2 separate regions of the Mus musculus genome follow, and region 2 is linked to region 1. The links are chromatin contacts, called in public targeted proximity ligation maps. All regions are on one chromosome and are shown on one strand. The core of a region is the stretch at or near the end of the contact, and the rest is flanking DNA. Distances in the headings are between cores, read along the strand shown.

Evidence for each region.
Region 2: a contact with region 1 is called in a targeted proximity ligation map of pancreatic cancer cells. A contact is called at or near these places in 9 of 39 promoter capture datasets (the 3T3-L1 cell line, the C10 cell line, the HPC-7 cell line and 6 more), 2 of 484 Hi-C or Micro-C datasets (cortical neurons and pre-megakaryocyte-erythroid progenitors), 21 of 130 datasets of targeted methods (the 230-238 cell line, the NIH/3T3 cell line, T-cell acute lymphoblastic leukemia and 12 more) and 2 of 9 other capture datasets (embryonic stem cells and liver).

What each region holds. Positions count from the first base shown.
Region 1 is chr19:6,475,664-6,479,855 of GRCm38.p6, reverse strand. All of the region lies in intron 9 of Nrxn2 (neurexin II), which reads right to left. Among named protein-coding and RNA genes, the nearest start is that of Gm52381, 19 kb to the left of the region's middle.
Region 2 is chr19:6,967,914-6,972,313 of GRCm38.p6, reverse strand. Plcb3 (phospholipase C, beta 3) reads left to right here and starts at 2,500. Exons shown (of 31, transcript NM_001290349.1): 1 at 2,500-2,767. The coding sequence starts at 2,669. It overlaps Gm52400 (a long non-coding RNA gene), which reads right to left and starts at 3,618. Exons shown (of 3, transcript XR_003952919.1): 1 at 3,470-3,618; 2 at 2,214-2,320.

The DNA.
Region 1 (4,192 bases), core at 1,471-3,970:
AGTCAACAGGCCAGAAGAGTTCTCTGGGAGGAAAGACAGATAGCATGGTTTCAATATGGTTTGTTCTCTCCAAAACTCAAGTTGAAATTTGGCTGCTATTGTGTGAGGTGTGTGGGACACGGGATCTTTAACAATGAGGTCACTAGCCGTGACTTTCCTTCAAGGGTAGGCTCAGGAGTGGGTCCCTTAGGAGAGCAGGCCGCTAAACAAGGAGGTGCCTGCTCCTTCTTGTTTCCTTTGTGTGGGAATGCCCGCCCTTCAGTTTGGCTCTGTGTTAGGACAGTACAAAAGCTTCCCCATAAACTGACACTAAGCTCTTGGGCTTCAAAGCCTCCAGAACTGCGAGACAGGTAAACTTTCCTTTACAAATGCCTGGTCTCAGATGTTCTCCTATAGCAACAGAAAACAGACTGAGGCAGGGCTCACATTAGGAAAAGACCTGGAATCTGGTGGGAATTTCAAAGCCTTTATTGTAATCTTAATCTGTGGACCAACCCCTTCCCTCCAGCATGCATGGGTATGTGTGTGCATGTGTGTGTGCCTGTGTGTGGTGTTGTTTGTGCTGATTCAGGATTTTGGGGGGAGGTGGTTGTCTTTTTAATCAGGGTACCATGCATCTCAGAATGGTTTTATGTAACCAAAGATGACCCTGAGCCTCTTGGCCACCTACTTCATCTTCCAAGTGCTGAGATCATAGGCTTGCACCATTGTGTCTAGCTTGTTCATATTTGTTAAAAGATTTTTTTTCTTGAGATAGGGTCTCATTCTATAGCCTTGGCTGCATGAAACTGTCTCCTCCTCATAGTGCTAGGATTAAAGGCATGCCTGGTCTAAAGATATTCTAAATTATGCATACACACACACACACACACACACACACACACACACACACACACACACACACACACATATATATATATATATATATATATATATATATATATATATATATATATACACATACATACATACACTCACACACACACATATACGTCTTCGTGGCAGTATGCACTTGTGAGTGCAGATACTCACAGAAGGCAGACTTGTCATTAGATTCCAGGAGCTACAGGCAGTTGTGACTCACCAAGGGGGGGTGTAGGAAAACAAGTTTCTACAAGACCAGTGCACACTCTAGACCTCTGAGCAACCTCAATATATACACTGAGACAGGGTATTGCTGTGCAGCTCTGACTGGCCTATAACCCACTCTGTAGACCAGGCTGGCCTTGAACTCACAGAGCTCTAGCCACTTCTCTCCCAGATGCTGGGATTAAGGGCAAGTCCCACTATACCTGAAAGCTGAAAATTTTTACTCGATGTTTTCTCTTTTTAGATTTTGACAAACTCTTAGAAGAATAAGAGAGGAGGAGGAGGAGGAGGAGGAAGAGGAGGAGGAGGTGGCAGTGGCAGCGGCTATGCAGCAGCAGCCAGGTACGGTGGTTCACACCTGTGATCCCGACACTCAGAAGGCAGAGACAGGATGACTGCTGCAGGTCTGAGGCCAGCCTGACCACACAGTGAGATGCTGTGTAAAACAATGAAATAAAAGCACCGCTTGCAAGGAGCCACTGAGCATCGTGGACGCGGATATGGCAGGGATCTCGAGAGGGAGGGGCTTGGAGGCTGGATATGAACACAAAGACAGGGTGGGAACAAATAGGAGGGGCAGAACCCCTCTACAGACACAGCTCCCACTAGAAGCCAGTTCCTCCCGCAAAACCTTACTGACCCAAAGACGGGAGATGCACTCCCAGGCCCCAGGCTCCCTTGCACTGTTTTATGTTTTATGTTTTTGTTTTTGTTTTTTTTTTTTTGTTTTGTTTTTTTGGTTTTGGTTTTGGTTTGGTTTGGTTTTTTGAGACAGGGTTTCTCTGTGTAGCCCTGGCTGTCCTGGAACTCACTTTGTAGACCAAGCTGGCCTTGAACTCAGAAATCTGCCTGCCTCTGCCTCCTGAGTGCTGGCATTAAAGGCGTGCGCCACCACACCCGGCTCACTGTTTTATGTTTGTTTGTTTAAATATACTTTATTTTTAATTATGTGTATATGTGCGTGTGCCTGCATGTATGTAGGGATGTGAGCCACCATGTTGCGTAGGTCATCCGCAACTCCAAGTTGTTGTTTAAATTATTGTTTTATTATTTACTATGTGCATGTGTATGTACATGCCTATAAAGGCAAAAGGAGTTTGATCCCTGGATCTGAAATTACAGGTGTTTGTAAGCCTCCAGATGTGGGTGCTGGTAACCGAACTCTCATCCTCAGAGCATACTGAGCTGTTTCCATGCGCGTGCGTGCACACGAGAGAGAGAGAGAGAGAGAGAGAGAGAGAGAGAGAGAGAGAGAGAGTCAGAGTCAGAGTCATCAGGCCTGACCACTAAGAGCCTTTACCTGCTGAGCCATGCCACCAGCCCTAGGGTCCCTTCAATACCGTGGCCCCAAACCTGTTCTCTCATGACAAGGCATCACCTTCCTCAGGGTCCTGCTGCTGGGTCCCTCTCCTAACAGGATCCCAAAAGTGGCCCCTGTGATGGCCTATCTCACTGTTTATGGCCAGAGTCCCCAGAGCCTGCCGTGACCCGTCTTTTGGCTGGAACAGGAGTCAGCACGAGCTGAGTGCTGAGAGGAAGAAGGAAGGAACTGAAAGGAACTCTGACCCCTGCTCCAGAGTCGCTCCCCAGTATGGAATAGGAGCCACCTGACTCATTCCTTGACAGAAGAAAAGGTAAACAAGATGTGGGCATGGCACTGTTATTCAGCATTGAGAGGAAGGGAGTTCTGACTCACACTACAACACAGATGAACCTTGAAAGACACTCTACTCACTGAAACAGCCAGGCATAAGAAGACAAATATAGGGGCTGGAGAGATGGCTCGGCAGTTAAAAGAACTGGCTCCTCTTCCAGGGGACTTCTGTCAATTCCTAGCACCCACATGACAGCTCACAATTGTCTGTAACTCCAGGTTCAGGGGATCCGACACCCTAAGATATATGTGCAGGCAAAATACCAATGCATGCAAAGTAAAACAAATAAGTCATTAAAATAAAGAAGTCAAATATACAGATAGGATATAGTGGCGCATGCCTGTTACCCTAATCCTCTGGAAGGCCAAGACAACAGGATCTCCACTCCAAAGTTATTCCAAAGTTAGACTGGACTATGTGTGAGACTCTGTGTTGAGTGGAAAGAAGAAAGGGAGGGGGAGGGAGAGGGGAGGGAGGAAAAGGAGAAGCTGGGGAGATGGTTCGTGGTTAATATGTTTGCTGCTTAAGTATGAAGCTCAGAGTTCAAATCCCCAGAAACCACAGAAATGCCAGGTGGGTGTGCTGGCCCACCTATAATATCAACCTTAGAAGGCAGAGACAAGAGATCCCCTAGGGGAGAGAATGGAGGAAGGTTTTTCGGAGGGGAAACCAGGAAAAGGTTTAACATTTGAAATGTAAATAAATATCTAATAAAAAAATGTTTAAATGTTTAACAGGAAAAGAGAGAGAGAGATCCCCTAGCAAGCTGGCTGGCCAAATCTGTGAGCTCTGGGTTTGATTGAGAGACCTTACTTCAGTGAACGGAGTGGCTGGTTTCTGCCATCAGCCTTGGATCTGCACATGCATGTGTGCACCCACATATGTGTGCCTCCACACACACGCAAGCATGTACGCGAACACATGAAGTAGTACTGTGTGTCGTCACTCATCTAAAGTCCCAGAGTAGTTCAAACAGAGATGGTGGCCAGAGGCTGGGGACAGGGAGAGGAGAGCTTATGTTTAACAGAGACTTCAGTGTGGGAAGATGGGGAAACTGCACCTGGACGTTGGTGAGGGCTGTGCAGAGACTTGAGTGTAGTCAGAGCCCTAATCATGAGTAATGACGAAGACTAGAAATGTGTGTGACGTGCGATTTGCCACAGTTTCAAAAAGAAACAAAAGCAAGGCAATGTGGGAGGACCCCAGAGTCAGGCCAGTGTGCAAGGTGCTGGCTATGCAAGGTAGAGAACCCAAGCTGTATCCCCTGAACCCACAGAAAAGAAGACGTGCAGCGTGGGGCCAAGACCCCAGTCTCCCTATGGTCAGATGAGAGATGGAGACAGGCAATCGCCAAGAAGCCAGCTAGCCCAGGCTACAGAGGGAAGCAGCAGAAACAAGAAAGATCCTTTCTCAAAAAGTGGAAGGCCAGAACCAGCTCCCAGAATGCC
Region 2 (4,400 bases), core at 1,251-3,750, 490 kb before region 1:
GCATGGGTTTGTACCTTGAAGGAATGGTTGCGACAGATACTGTGAGAGTTGAGTCCATGACTCTGAAGACCGTCAACCCTGCCTGTACCCCCAAGATGATGATATGGAACACTGCCTTTCCTGGCCCTTGACCATATATTTGATGTCACATGCCAGGTCCTTTCAGAGGCATGCCCATCCTGCTTCTCCCTCTGGCTCCCTCCCATGTCATCCCCAGAGCATCCTTGTTTTCCTGGGGCTGGCTGCTGCTCTGTCTTGTTTCTTCTAATGACTATTCACTGTGAGAGGAAAGATGGGTCTGCTAGCCTACAGCTTTCTTGGAACCTGGGCCGCTCAAACGGGAGCCCTAGCCTTGAAGCACAAGGGGTCGGATTCAAGTCCTGACTCTGCCCAGGAAGTGGGCAAATCACTCATGTGAAAGGCGTGTCTTCCAGGAGGCCGGGATCCTGACCTCCCTGTGACCTGGAGCTCGGGCTCTGGAGCCTTCATCCTGCTATGCTCATCCACCAGCCCTCCTATGACTGGAGAGTGCCTAGCTTCTCCTGCAGCCTCAGGCTGTGGCTTCCCATGGTAATGTGGCCCCCTCCCACCAGAGAGCAGCTAAGGATGCTTGCAGCACCTCCCTGAATCAGAGGCCCTGGGGAGGGACCTGTGGGCCCAGACCAATCCCTTAATCAAGGGTAGAGGCCGGAAAAGCTGCCTTTATTCCCCCCATTACTGCATGCCTAGAAACTCTATTACCATTCCAGGGCTGGAAGAAAGCATCCAAAGAGGAAGAGGGAGCCTTCTAATGGGGGGCTGCCTGGCCTCAAGAGATTAGTGGTGGGGGAAGAAGAGGGCCTGGCTCAACAAACAGCTTCCATCCTGTTTTTCAAGGCCCTGCTTCCAGAAGCTTCTGGGAGGGCTCAGTCATCCTGCCCTTAGCGTTGGTGTGCAGGATCCCCTGTGCCCTTTTTTTACTCTTTCCCCTTTGACATTCCCAGTTTCTTTTCTACCTGTCACCCGTCTACAGAGGGGTGTGTGTTTATTGCACTGTGATAACTAGCTCCTGGATAAGGGAGTCCTGGATTTGAAAGCAAGCCTGTGGGTAGAGGCCAATCTCCACTCTTAATGGTTCTGATCTCTGGAGGAGGTGGGTGGTAGTTGGAGCTCTGAAGGGGTATTTTCTTATAGTCCTTGTGGAGGAGGAGAAGGAGGAGGAGGAGGAGAAGGAAGAAGAAGAGGAGGGAGATGACAGGCCTGCACCCCCCCCCCTTTTCTCCTACAGACCAGGGAGCAGAGGCAGGAAGCAGAAAGAGGGGTTAAATCCTCTCAGGAAGCTGTGTGACCTTGGGCAAGTCCCTTCCCCTCTCTGGGCCTCAAGTGGAGATAACAATCACACCACTGCACAAGGCCACAGCCAAAGACAACTAGATTCATTAAGTTTGCCGCCATGATGGCGATTTGGAGGACAGCCAGTGCCAGGCAGGGCTCCTCTGGAGGCCTGAGCGCCTGGGGCAAAGGCGCCGGTAGGGAAGCTCCTCCTTAGCCGACCCTCCTCCCCCAGAGCTAGCTCCAACTCTTTCTGGGTTTCTAGGTGACTTGGCTGGCCCCTCTGGATGAGTTCTACTTTAAACCTGCTGCTGCTGCCTCCTCTGTATTGGGGGGGCTCCCACAGGGGCCCCCAGGCAGGAGCCCCCCCAGCCAAGCCCTGCGGGGGGGGCTACAGCCCCCACCCCGGCCGGTGCCCATGGGTCTGCCCCTTCGGTTCCTCAGATCACTGGAACACAGATTTCAGGGCACCTGCTGTGGGCCAGGAGCTGCACAACCCCTCCTTTGGGGACACCCACGAGGCTTCTGCCACCTCTGGGCAAACAACCATCTTTCACTATGTTCAACTAAGAGGTTCACTGAGACTGGCTCCCGTCACAGGGTCAGCAGCACAAGAACTGCGGCAAGGTTTTCTCTGGAAAACCAGGATGCCTGGGTCCTCAAAGGAGGTGGCAGCTCCAGGCCTCCAGAGCTAGGGACGGGGGAGGGGCGCCTGCCGGCGGGAGGCCCATTAGCCAGCTAAGTGCTCCCTGGGAGGGGGGACTGTGCTGCAGCAGGAGGGGGAGAGGCAAAGTGAGGGCACGCGGGTGGAGTGGGATGGAGAGAGATGGGGTGACGACGTTTCCTGAGCTCATTAAGTGCGGTAGGAGTCGGGTTGAGGACAAGGGTCTGTGTCCCCTAACCTTATTATCTTCGCCTTTTCCACCTGAGTCCTCAACCGGCTGACCTTGGCATGTCTTGAGCGGCTCCAACACCCGTCTTTCCAGGTGCACCCTCAATAGCACTTTATCTAAGACAAAAAAAAGAGAGTCCTACTGAGTCAGCCGGCCAACAAAGACCCCCCCCATTCCATCCATCATCCCTTTGGCTGCAGTCGCCGCCCCAACCGCGAGGGGGCGCCGCCGTGGGTCGGGCGGCACCATAGCGGTGGGAGGGGGCGGCACCGCCCGACGGGGCGGGGCTCTGCGGGGGCGGGGCCGGGCGCCGAGTCTCCGGTCCGTCCGGGACAGACTGGCTGGCGGGCGGGCGCTGACGCCGCGGGGCCAGAGCGGGCCGCGCGGGAGCGTGTGGAGAGAGCAGTGGCACCGTCGGTTCCCGTCGGGGCTCCGTAGGTCCCCGAGCCGCCCCTGGCTTAGCCATGGCGGGCGCGAGGCCCGGCGTCCACGCGCTGCAGCTGGAGCCGCCCACCGTGGTGGAGACCCTGCGGCGCGGGAGTAAGTTCATCAAATGGGACGAGGTAAGTGAGTGGGCTGTCCTCTGCTCTGCCTAGATCGAAGGATTCCTTCAGTCACATTCGACTAGATGAATGCCAGGGACCCCCACTTCAGTGTTGCCTGACCACCTCACCCCCTATTCCAGCCTTGTTGCACTCCGGAAACTTGAGTCCCCTGTTGTCCTGGTAATTGAAGACTTTGTCGTTGTCCCCGCTCTTCTCCCCCGCAAGACAGTAGCTGTGGTCAATTGGGCTCTTCTTGGCATGGAGACTTTGAACCCCTGTAAATCCTGTCCTTCTTCTCACTCTTTTCCACCCTTGCCAACGATGAATATCAAAGTCTCCATGCTGGTTCTTAGTTTTTGGTCTGGTCCCCAGACCCCTGTTCCTGGCACAGGACCCCCATGGGGGCATAGGACATCCTTGCCTTGGGTGGGGTGCCACTGGGATCCTACTCTTCTCAGTGCCTCGCTTGCCTGAGCCATTATAGTCATCCCTTTCCAGCCTGCCCTGGTTGATACCCTTTCGTCCTGCTTCTGGATTCCAGCGAGCTTTCTGTTCAGATGGGAGCACCGAGCCACCCCTTACCGGAGACTTTGTTCCTTTCCAGGTTCCTCCAACTCTGGGAACTTTGCTCCCCACTCCTTAACTTAGTGACTTTGAACCTCAATAAATCCTGGTCCCCACTTTTTATTGCTTTCTCTCAGGTACTTCCCTGATACTCACCTGCGGCTTCTTATCTAGATATCACGTCTCACCCACGTTTCTGTACTGTTCCCTCTCCTACCCCCTGGGCTCCTTGCTCCCTAGGGCCTCAACTCAGGCGGCCTGAGTTTCCTTACTGTTCCTTCCCAGTCGGGCCATAGGCCTGGAAGACGCTGGGTTTCTTTCCGGCAGGGTGGGGCAGGAGTGAGAACTAAGGGGAGGGGCTGGGGGCGTGGCCTTAGCTGCAGGTGTGCTGGGCAAGGGTGGGTACCCCCGGGGCCCCAGGATACCCCTTCCCCCAGGCCAGACTAAAGGGAAAAGTTTCTCCTTTTCCTTGCAGTGTGATAAACCCAAATAAGGAAGTGGAAACAAGGAGAGGGCCTGGGTTGGGGTGGGGGTGCTGAACAAAGTTTGGAACTGAAGAGCCAGAGCCCTGGGTGGCCTTTGGAGGTTAGGCCCCTGAAGATGGTGCCACAGGGGCTACAGGGACAGTACCCACAAGTTTCCCCCTTTCTAGCACTATTGGTGGCTAGCTGGTCAGGCCTAGGGCAAGGTTTGGAATCTCCTGGAGGGGTTGGGACCTGGTGTCCTCTGATTAAGAGTTGAAGGATTATGAGTCCCATGGGTTTAGGGACCTGTGTCCCCAGATCAGCTGCTGTTCTTTTGTAAACCGAGACTGCATGGGTGGGGCTGTGAACCCCTATTCTCCCAAGAGAGAAACTGAGCTCTCTGCTGTGAGGTTGAGGCTGAGGTCAGGAGCCAGGGGTGGTCCTGCAGGGGTCTTGGCTTTCTGTTTGCCACATGCCAGGACTTTGCAAGTGTACCCCTGCAAATCCTGACTCCTCAGTTTCCTCCTGTATAAAATGAGGGTGATGTAAGGACACACCTCACGCACAAGGTGTTGGGGAGCACGGAGAGGGGGTTGGGGAGCATGGAGAGGGAGTTTTAGTTT